2 separate regions of the Danio rerio genome follow, and region 1 is linked to region 2. Evidence: chromatin contacts called from public HiChIP or PLAC-seq data. All regions are on one chromosome and are shown on one strand. The core of a region is the stretch at or near the end of the contact, and the rest is flanking DNA. Distances in the headings are between cores, read along the strand shown.

Region 1 (4,792 bases), core at 343-2,842, 580 kb after region 2:
CAAGATGTTTTTATGGCCTACTGTAAGTCATCTGGCCACTTATAAAGATCCATTTTTAAAGCATATTGGGCATTTGCACAGATATAAAGATGCAACAATAATAAATATTACCTTGTGGGAGCAAATATTTTTTAGGCAAGAGCACTCTCTTGAGGAGACAGTTCTGAAGTACAGTATACTAGGCTTCTTTAGGAGCTTCGTCAAGTATGTCTTTAGCTTTAGTCGTTTTTTATTATTGTATTGTTTTAATCGCACATCCCCTCTACAGTTTTCAGTTCGGGACACTGTGGAGGCCAGTTCAAGACTTTCAGTAGCCCGATTGTCTTTACAGATTGACAGAAAACAGAGGTTTTAAAAATTTTGATAGAAAACTATTGCAAAATTATGACTTTCCATTAACAGATGTTTTTTTTTTCTTTTGCTATACATAATTCAAAAAAATCATGACAGCAGGAGTTGGTAGGATTATCTATGTGCGGTATTTAGGAATATGCCATTCATATTCGGAAACTAAAAACAGGAAACTAAAGCTAGAATTAACATCCAGTCAGCAGAATTGAAAAAGCTGCAAGGATTGACAAGATCAGAATTCAGCTATTATATTCAGATATTCAGGGTGATCATTTGGATAAACAACATCACAGTATTCATCGTGTCTTGTATCAGTTTTTCAAGCAGCTGCTGGCGGTGAAGTGAAGACTATTTCCTCGGTATACTCTGGACCCCTTAGTACTAAGTGAACATTGTGTAATCATTACAGATACTATAGGGCTGCACAATAGTTTTAGCATCAATATCCCACTGTACATCGGCAACAGATACATTGCACAAACTGCAACGTTGAATTGGGAATATAGTTTCTAAGATAGTTTCTACCAGATTCTTACTATAATGGAGCAAAAGTTGATCATTTACACAGGTTTTAAGGCCTGTTACTGTCTTATGACTATTTATTGAATTAATTATAAAAGTAAATCTATGCAGTGCTATTTAACATTTGATTACTTAACTTCTGTACCTGAATTCTTACCAAAAGCTATTTTAGTCTGGTGAAACTGTATTCATATTAATATTCATTCATTTTCTTTTTTTTAATAGCGCATGTCTTTGGACTTTGGGGAAAACCGGAGCACCTGGAGGAAACCCACGCTAACACGAGGAGAACATGCAAACTCCACACAGAAATGCCAGCTGACATAGCCGGGGCTCGAACCAGTGACCTTCTTGCTGTGAATCGATCGTGCTACCCACTGCGCCACCGTATTGCCCCCATATCACAATATATATCACAGTAAAACAAAACATTGCAATGCTGCAGCCATTCTGAACATCACAATTTGACCAATACCATGTCTTTATCACCACAGAGTTCTATCTTTGAGAGTTCTAGCATGATAACACACCATGTGAACATCTTAAACTGGATTTTTAAAAATGTCAGTGGCTTCACTATTTTAAAATGTTTACAGTTCACAGATCTTAGTCCAATAGAGCACTTTTGAGATTTGCTGGACCAAGAGATTCACATCATGGATGTGCAGCTGATAAATCTCAACAACCACATGATGCTGAATCTGTGATTTACAGCCCCTTCTTGAATATATGCCACAAGGAATTTAGGCAAACCTTTGTAGTTTGAAAAAAGTGACATCTACTGGCCATAAAGAAACACAACATAGCAAGATAATAAGTATAATGATTTATTATCTTCAGATTGTTTAAGTGCCAAGTCCTCACATTAACATTTATGTTGGAACTTCAAAACTCACCATAAGATGTAAAAAAAAAAGATAACTATGAAGATAAGTAACTTTAAGTATAAGTATATAAGAAAAGATAACTATAAACAAACAATACAGTATGTTGCATTTGTGCATGTATAAGACCTTTCCTTTAACATCAAGCAAATATATAAGGGTCCAGAGCATCACATTACCTTCACAAGCTATGCTTTTCAGCAATGAGTCAGCAAGTCACATGCACATTACTGTATTGATTAGTGCAAAATTAAACTTTAAAAACAAAAAACAATTACAATATTTTATCTGTCTTCATTTCCCCCTAAATTACTATAGATATATGTATATATACATATATGCTCCCTGACTCAAGTTTTTATAAATGCTTAAAGATGTTTAAACACATGTAATAACTTGTTGTTCTGACACTACTGAAACCAGTAAATCTGTTTTGAACTTGAATAAGATATTGCAGAAAATAAATGATAAAAGACATTTAAACTTCACTCAGGGATATGACAAAATGAGCAAACATATTGTAAGATCACACTAAGGTTTACAGTACATAAAAACGTTGTTGTGTACTGTAGCTTTCAAAAACAGAACTTCAATGAATTTCCAACTCAGTAATTACCTCAAACATTCAGCACTTTATACGAGCGAAACCACATATCAGAAGTGGCTTTTATAAGTGGCTGTGCTGTATGTAGATACAGTTTCTTGATTTGCATCTCTAGTAATAATTAAACTTCAACTCCAAGAGGTATCGGATGCGGCACTGGCTTTCCTTATAGATGAGGTACTCACTGTTGTAGAAATGACTTCCCTCGTATTGCTGCTGTTTTATGGCTTTTCCCTGAGGAACCACCACCTTTTTACCATCAAGTTCAATGAAGACATCTTTTGAAGGATCTAAACAAGAAAAAAGACTTAAACTTTGCCAAGAACTCATGTTTTATATTATGTCTAGTAATGGAAATTTTTTATTTAATTATATAAAAAATAAAAATAAAAATAACCTGGTTCTTGGTTTCCACGTGCAATTACACTGTCATAGCCAGCGGGTGCCTTTCTTAAGCTGGGATCGTCCCGTGTGATGGTGTACTCCTTTCCCAAAGCAACTTCATTTAGAAACATGATGCCAATTTTGTTTGATGGACGCACTGCAAACACAAAACAGAAGTTACAAAAAATCTGATTAAAAGTGCCTGTTATTAATGTCTACTACATTACCATGTTTTGTAAACTGGAAATACGGGTTGACTTTAACTTTTTTTGATCACCCGCCACTGTGTGGCTAGTAGTTTTTCAATATTACTAGCCATTTGCCAATTTCACTAGCCATAATTTTGCTGTTGGGAAAATATATTTTATATGCATAAATTTGACTTTGGTATGCTAAAATGACTTGATTTATATGTTGTGTTATGTCCACATGCCTCCTTATTAATCACACGTTTTTGTGTGTTGTATATGAGCTTGCTTAATGAACATGAGCAACTGGGTTGTGCTTTCAAAGTGTTTCACATGACTTTTCAGGGTTCAACATTAAGAATTTACCTATATTTTTGTTTTATTGCCACACCTAATATAAATAAACAAATAACTAATTCAACATAATTTCTACACATTTTAACTACTTTTAAAAAATAAAAACAAGGTAAATATAGCTGTGTACATGCACTTTTTACTAATAAAAAAATTATTTAAAAAATTACATTTAAAAAACTATTGTTATATATCTAAATCGATATCCTATTAAACCAATGTTAATGTAAAGGATGTTAATTAAACCTGAAATAAAAAATAATTCTAACCAAAAGAAAGCAGGTGAAAAATACTATGTGTGATATTGAAATGATTAACACCTCTACACAGTTAACGTTAAGCCCATTAACAATCTGTTCAAAGAATGGTTAAAGTGAAAGCGGCAATAGCTGCTGCTTACAAAAAGACATTTTTAAAAAGAATTTGGAGCTCTTGAAAGCAGCAAAAATGTGGGTGGAGGAGCATCATTTTTTTTCTATTTTAAAGAAAAGCAATCACAAAAGTTGCGTTTGCAGGCATGGTTGCTTCACACAAGGAAACGGGAGTGTGTAAGCTTTATAAACACTTGCGCGCATCACATCAGCCTTGCATGCGATAATAAAGCCCTCATCTGTGAAAAAAGCCGGCATCTCGCCATGAGCGTGATCATCTTCTCATTCGGTATTCACCTGCTTTCTTTTGCTCACACGAACTGTTATTTTGTCAGTCATGCTGCTTCTCGATGAATTACATCTTAAAATTGATTTTCAACCAGCCAAACTGGCTAGTGGGATTGACAAAAAAAGAATTATGTAGTGCATTTTTCACACATCATTATATTGGTGATCTTAGCTAAAATGTACTTACACTGAAACTAATCATTTGTTATGTGCATACTGTGTAAATACAAGTTTTTACATTGAACTTATGATTGAATATGAATAATAACAGCATTTAATTTAATTAATTTCTGTAATTACAATGTTGACCATCCCTTACACCTTAACTCACCCTTAAACCTACTCATACCACTAAACCTGTCCCTAACCCTACTCGTATCCCACCTCAAGAATACTGAATTCTGCAATACATTTAAAACACAGTAAGTACATTGTATTTATTTTTTGTTGCATGTACATAGTAGTTAAGGCCACCTAATATAAACTAGAACCAATAAAAGTTTGACATTTATTATAAATATGGCTTGTAATGAATTGAATTCTTTGAATATTTCTAAATGTTAAAGATTTGTTGAGGAGAGGGGAAATAAAATATGTTTTAAGGCAACTGCTAGACCAAGGGCCCAACCTCGGTCCTGGAGGGCCGGTGTCCTGCATAATTTAGTTCCAACCCTAATTAAATACACCTGAACCAGCTAATCAAGCTCTTTCCAGGTATACTAAAAAATTTCAGGCAGGTGTGTTAAAGAAAGTTAGAGCTAAACTATGCAGAACACCAGCCCTCCAGAACCGGGTTTGGGCACCTCTGTGCTAAACTATTCTGAATTAAATAGTGAAAAAAAATCT
Region 2 (4,810 bases), core at 831-3,330:
ATATGGCTACAAACTATTCTTCCGCAGTATTTACCAAAAGATTGGAGTGTCCTTTAATGCATGTACATCCTAGTATATAGTAAAACATATTGTGTATTGTTATTATTCTTAACGATGCAGGTTTGATTTATTTATGCACACAGACGTGACGGAGAGCGACGTGACACATTTTCAGGAGGTGTGGGGTCTTCCGGTTTTCCGTGTGGGAGGTGATGTGAGTGCTGGGCTTGGTGAGGTAGCACCTCTGCTAAATGCCCTTGCGGAAAACTTGTGGCACCAGGATTGTATGGCCGCTTCATCTGTCTCCATCTCTCCACAGGCTGCTCTCAGAGAAACAAGCTCAGAAATCATTGTATAGACCCAAATTGAGTGATGTTAACCATAACAATGGTCCCGATGTGTTTCCTGTTACATTGTTACATTTCCATAGCTTTAGAAAGTCCAAAAAGTTCCACATATTATTAAATATTCTTGCAATAGCTGTTATAACATCCAGTTATGATTGAATCTCCTCTTTTTACAGATATGAAATAGTTTGACAACAAGCAAGAAGTATTCATGGCCCAGTGACATCACCACACTGAAATGGCCTATAACTCCTACTCTAATATGACTAAATTTGTATGTGCAATATGCTGCTATATATGGAAATAAATGTTTTTTAGTTTTTACATGTTTATTAGACATTTTAGTAGTGTTAAGTGCAAATATTTTAAACAGTGACCAAAAATAAAAATGACATCTCAATAAATGAATGTGCTTGTAATTTCAGGATAGTCACAGATTTATGTGTGTATATTCAGAAAGTCAAAAATAAAAATCTGTGCTAAAGTATAAAACATTTTGTTCAATAAACCAAAGAAAACAGTACCCTTTCTAAAATAATAAGCATCCAAGCAACAGGTTTCACATCTTTGTTTCAATCCATAGTTCACAAGTTTTTTGTTGTGTGTTTTTGAGCTTTAATCATCAACAATCCACCTTTCCCTAGAAACGATGTAACTGACATTGGATCCACATCAGCTGGAAATTGGTACTTCTGTCGAATGACGTCCAAAACTGTGCCATCTGATGCCAACTGATTCATAAGTCAGGGGAAAATTTGAAAAAGACAAACCAAAAGGAGTAAATACAATATATTTTTGTTTAATGTGTTTAAGCTTTAAAATTTTTCAAAATGTTTAGGTTTATTTTGCTTACCTTTTCTGCAAAGACTTGTATTGCATTATTGGTTGAGGTTACTATAACTTCTTCCGGTGCAAACTCGCTTACATTCACTGTTAATACGTAAATATCTCCAACAGTGCAAATTTCACCCTTTGAAAAAAAAAAATCAAGCTTATGGTTAATTTATAATAATCATACAGCATTAACAAATTGTTTGCAGAGGTGTTCAAACTAGACTTTAAACAACACTCACCTTTGAAACACCTGCCATTGTAGATTTGTTAGAAAGCATAGGACAATTAATTAATCCTGTTCTTTTTCTAAACAAAAAGACTTTAATGGTTCATAAACGTTTGATGCTGGTTTTCTCTGTGTTTTTGTTTAGAACAATGCAGTACTTGCTTTTATACCCCTGGTTGTGTTTGGGGTTCTGGGTGAGGCTAGAATTGATGTCTATGTGCAGAATGTGTCATATGAGAAAGAAGAGGTAATTTTGTAGTGTGATATTAATATCCTCTTTGAAATTAACTGTAAAAACACTCAAAAATTGTAAAGGAAACTGAATGTAATAATGATTAACTGCAAATGTGGTTTCATAATTACTAAAAATTAAGGGTAAGCCTTGCTAGAAATGAAAAACAGTATATGGAGAACTCATGTGAAATTCTGCATCCTCGTTACAGCTGTCATTTCAGTACTAAATTACTAGAATAACCTCGTTGTTTTTCGTGTACGTAATGGAAGGTTAATATACAGAGCGTATAATAAATCACCCTAACCAACAAAAACTTCCTTCCAACCTCAACGTCAGCCTAAATCGTAATGGGACTTTTATTCTGAAAACATTCGCAGGGGTGGTGGCCATTTTGTAAGTCACCTTGCTAGTTCTAGCTTCATCTCGTCTTTCGTAATCCAGTTCATTGACCAGTTCTGTCGGCGGGCTTTTTTAATGTGACAGAAATACACATCTGAAAACCATTTTCGGTCAACAAAATTTTCACGACACACTCGCAACGCACAAGACTGTTTAACCAGAACCCAAACTTGTCGCTGTTTTAACGAAACGATCCCGTCGCGCCTGGCCAGGCAAGAAAGGCCACAATGAAGCTCACAGACAGTGTGCTGAGGAGTTTCAGGGTTGCGAAGGTTTTCCGAGAGAACTCCGACAAAATAAACTGCTTTGACTTCAGTTCAAATGGAGAAACTGTAATATCGAGTAGCGACGATGACTCGATTGTCTTGTACGACTGCCAGGAAGGAAAGTAAGTCGCTTGTAGTTTATTCGATGTGGTTGTCCTGCAACTGACTGTTTCGTTTTAATTCAGCGTTTGTTGTGTTTTATGTAAGTTACTGAAATGGGATAAATACCTAGATCTATTGCTATAATGTTAATCGTGACAATTATTGCCTATTTATATCGAGTGTTGTGTTTTGAATGCGTTTGTGTGTACAGTTAGCGGTCTCTTATTTGTAATTCGGATCTTTCAAGTGAATCACTTGAACTGAATCACTGAGCTTCGTTCCGTTTTTTAGCTGTTTCCGTTCTTCATTTAGTATTATGTCTTAAAACTGCTGAAAATTATCTGCAACAAAATTTGAGATTTAAAAAAACTTTTTTGTTTTATTGCTTTGTTGTTATGTAACTTGATACATTTACTTGATATGCGTTTAATTTGCGAGAGAACTTGAACAGATTTTATTTTAAGGTGAAACATGACTTATTTATTTGGATTAAGTGTTTTTGTTTGACTTTTTTGAGTCTATTACCACTTTTTTGTTAATTTTTAAATACCAAATTCTCAAAACAAGACTGTTCGTTTGCTTCGTGAATGTGTATCGATGTGTGAACCTTTAACGTTAGATGTTTGTACTGGAAAGCAAGAAAAAAAATATGCTATAGTAAAACCTTTTGCAGCCATGTTCTTGTTTTGAGTCTAGTTGTTTATTTTAAATCATTATCTTATATTTTCTTTTCTAAAACCCTAACCATTCGTAACGTAGCGACATAAAAAAAATCGCCATATCTTGAACCGATTCTTTCAAATCAGCTCTTTGAAAAAACTGATTCTCTGAAATGAATCTAATGTACAGACGCGTGCTAACTGTTAGCATCCACGCCTCCTAAAATAATCGGCCGCCTCCTGACTGTAAAATCAAATTATGTTATGAATTTTTGCATGTTATTTATCTAATAAACCAGATTAACCTTTTCCCTCTTTAAATCAGACCCAAACGGACGCTTTACAGTAAGAAGTATGGTGTGGATCTCATCAGATACACCCATGCAGCCAACACAGTCGTCTACAGCTCTAACAAGATTGACGGTAGGACTCTTTACCAAACCTTAGTGTGATAACGTGCTGTTTTTCCCCCAGCAAATTCCATTATTTTAAGCTTTAGGGATGAAATGCTTATTCACTGAGCCCTTTTTAACTTGTTTTATTAAATTTCTCAATGTTATGAGTGTTATTTTTCACCTTACATTTTCATAATTATGTTTTCATAATAAGTGTATGCATCCGTTTCTATGTAATCTTGTACACATTAGTTAAATAACAGGTTTTTCCTAAGCTTTACTACTGGTATTTGTGTATGGCTGTTTATCCTTGCCTGTTCTGGGTTGAGGTAGTTGTTTGTACAGTTTTTAGGGTCTGTTATTCTGCCCTGTTAAGGAGCTAACTGTACAGACTACTGCCTTGCCCAGGGTTGAGCCCACTCATCTGACATGGTATACAGTACATGTTTATATTTTTTCTAATAAAATCTTGTTCTAGTTGTTATATTTTGACACATTTGTGCTGTCACAGATACTATACGATACCTGTCTCTACATGACAATAAGTACATTCGCTACTTTCCTGGACACAATAAAAGGTGAGGAATTGTGCCATTAAATTATCATCCTGTTTTTACAATTGAATATTGGTGTTATATGGCTTTTTGTGTGGGTTTTATGCTATTCTAGGGTTGTCGCCCTGTCTATGTCCCCTGTTGATGACACATTCATTTCTGGCTCCCTTGACAAAACCATTCGTCTGTGGGACCTTCGCTCGCCTAACTGTCAAGTAAGCTGTTTTTTAATTTGGGTATGTTTTTCTTGTTAGTGTGTACTTGATTCTAATCATGGTTGTGTTCACAGGGCCTCATGCACCTGCAAGGGAAACCTGTGTGCTCATTTGATCCCGAGGGGTTGATTTTTGCTGCAGGAGTGAATTCTGAGATGGTCAAACTTTATGATTTGCGCTCTTTTGATAAGGTAACTTTATACATTTGCATTCAAAGAACTGTACTGTTATATTGGATGTTTTAAAAGTAAAAAAAATTCTTGTCTCAGGGCCCATTTGCCACATTTAAACTGCAATATGAGCGGACGTGTGAGTGGACGGGTCTCAAGTTCAGCAATGATGGAAAGCTCATTCTGGTCTCCACCAATGGAGGAACACTCAGAGTGCTGGATGCTTTTAAAGGAGCTGTTCTCCACTCGTTTGGGGTAAAAAATACTTTTTTTTTTTTTTTTTTTTTTGTAAAAGCAGTCCTGTTAGTTTTTCATTTATCATTTATTATGGAGGTCTCGTACATTAAGTTTGCATTCACCTCAAGTTCAAAAGGAACATTTTCTTTCAGTGCATACAATGTGTTTTTG

What was found. HiChIP or PLAC-seq counts read pairs in DNA pulled down with a chosen protein or histone mark.
Region 1: an H3K4me3 HiChIP or PLAC-seq map of gastrula embryo shows a contact between it and region 2, with 5 times the contacts expected there. The contact joins the promoter of gpr61l here to the promoter of wdr82 in region 2. A contact is called at or near these places in 2 of 4 datasets of contacts at active chromatin or transcription factors (embryo and gastrula embryo).

The regions. Positions count from the first base shown.
Region 1 is chr6:44,585,376-44,590,167 of GRCz12tu, forward strand. gpr61l (G protein-coupled receptor 61-like) reads right to left here and starts at 1,593. Exons shown (of 3, transcript XM_073954411.1): 1 at 1-1,593. It overlaps parp3 (poly (ADP-ribose) polymerase family, member 3), which reads right to left. Exons shown (of 11, transcript NM_200501.1): 10 at 2,759-2,902; 11 at 1,687-2,651. The coding sequence ends at 2,473.
Region 2 is chr6:44,007,153-44,011,962 of GRCz12tu, forward strand. wdr82 (WD repeat domain 82) reads left to right here and starts at 2,081. Exons shown (of 9, transcript NM_001166268.1): 1 at 2,081-2,429; 2 at 3,394-3,491; 3 at 3,975-4,041; 4 at 4,133-4,232; 5 at 4,307-4,423; 6 at 4,502-4,657. The coding sequence starts at 2,269. cplane2 (ciliogenesis and planar polarity effector 2) reads left to right here. Exons shown (of 5, transcript NM_001004649.1): 5 at 121-832. The coding sequence ends at 358. It overlaps LOC100536148 (a long non-coding RNA gene), which reads right to left and starts at 2,606. Exons shown (of 3, transcript XR_002459111.3): 1 at 1,421-2,606; 2 at 1,201-1,317; 3 at 664-1,078. It overlaps mirlet7j (microRNA let7j), which reads left to right and starts at 3,786; the gene lies at 3,786-3,868.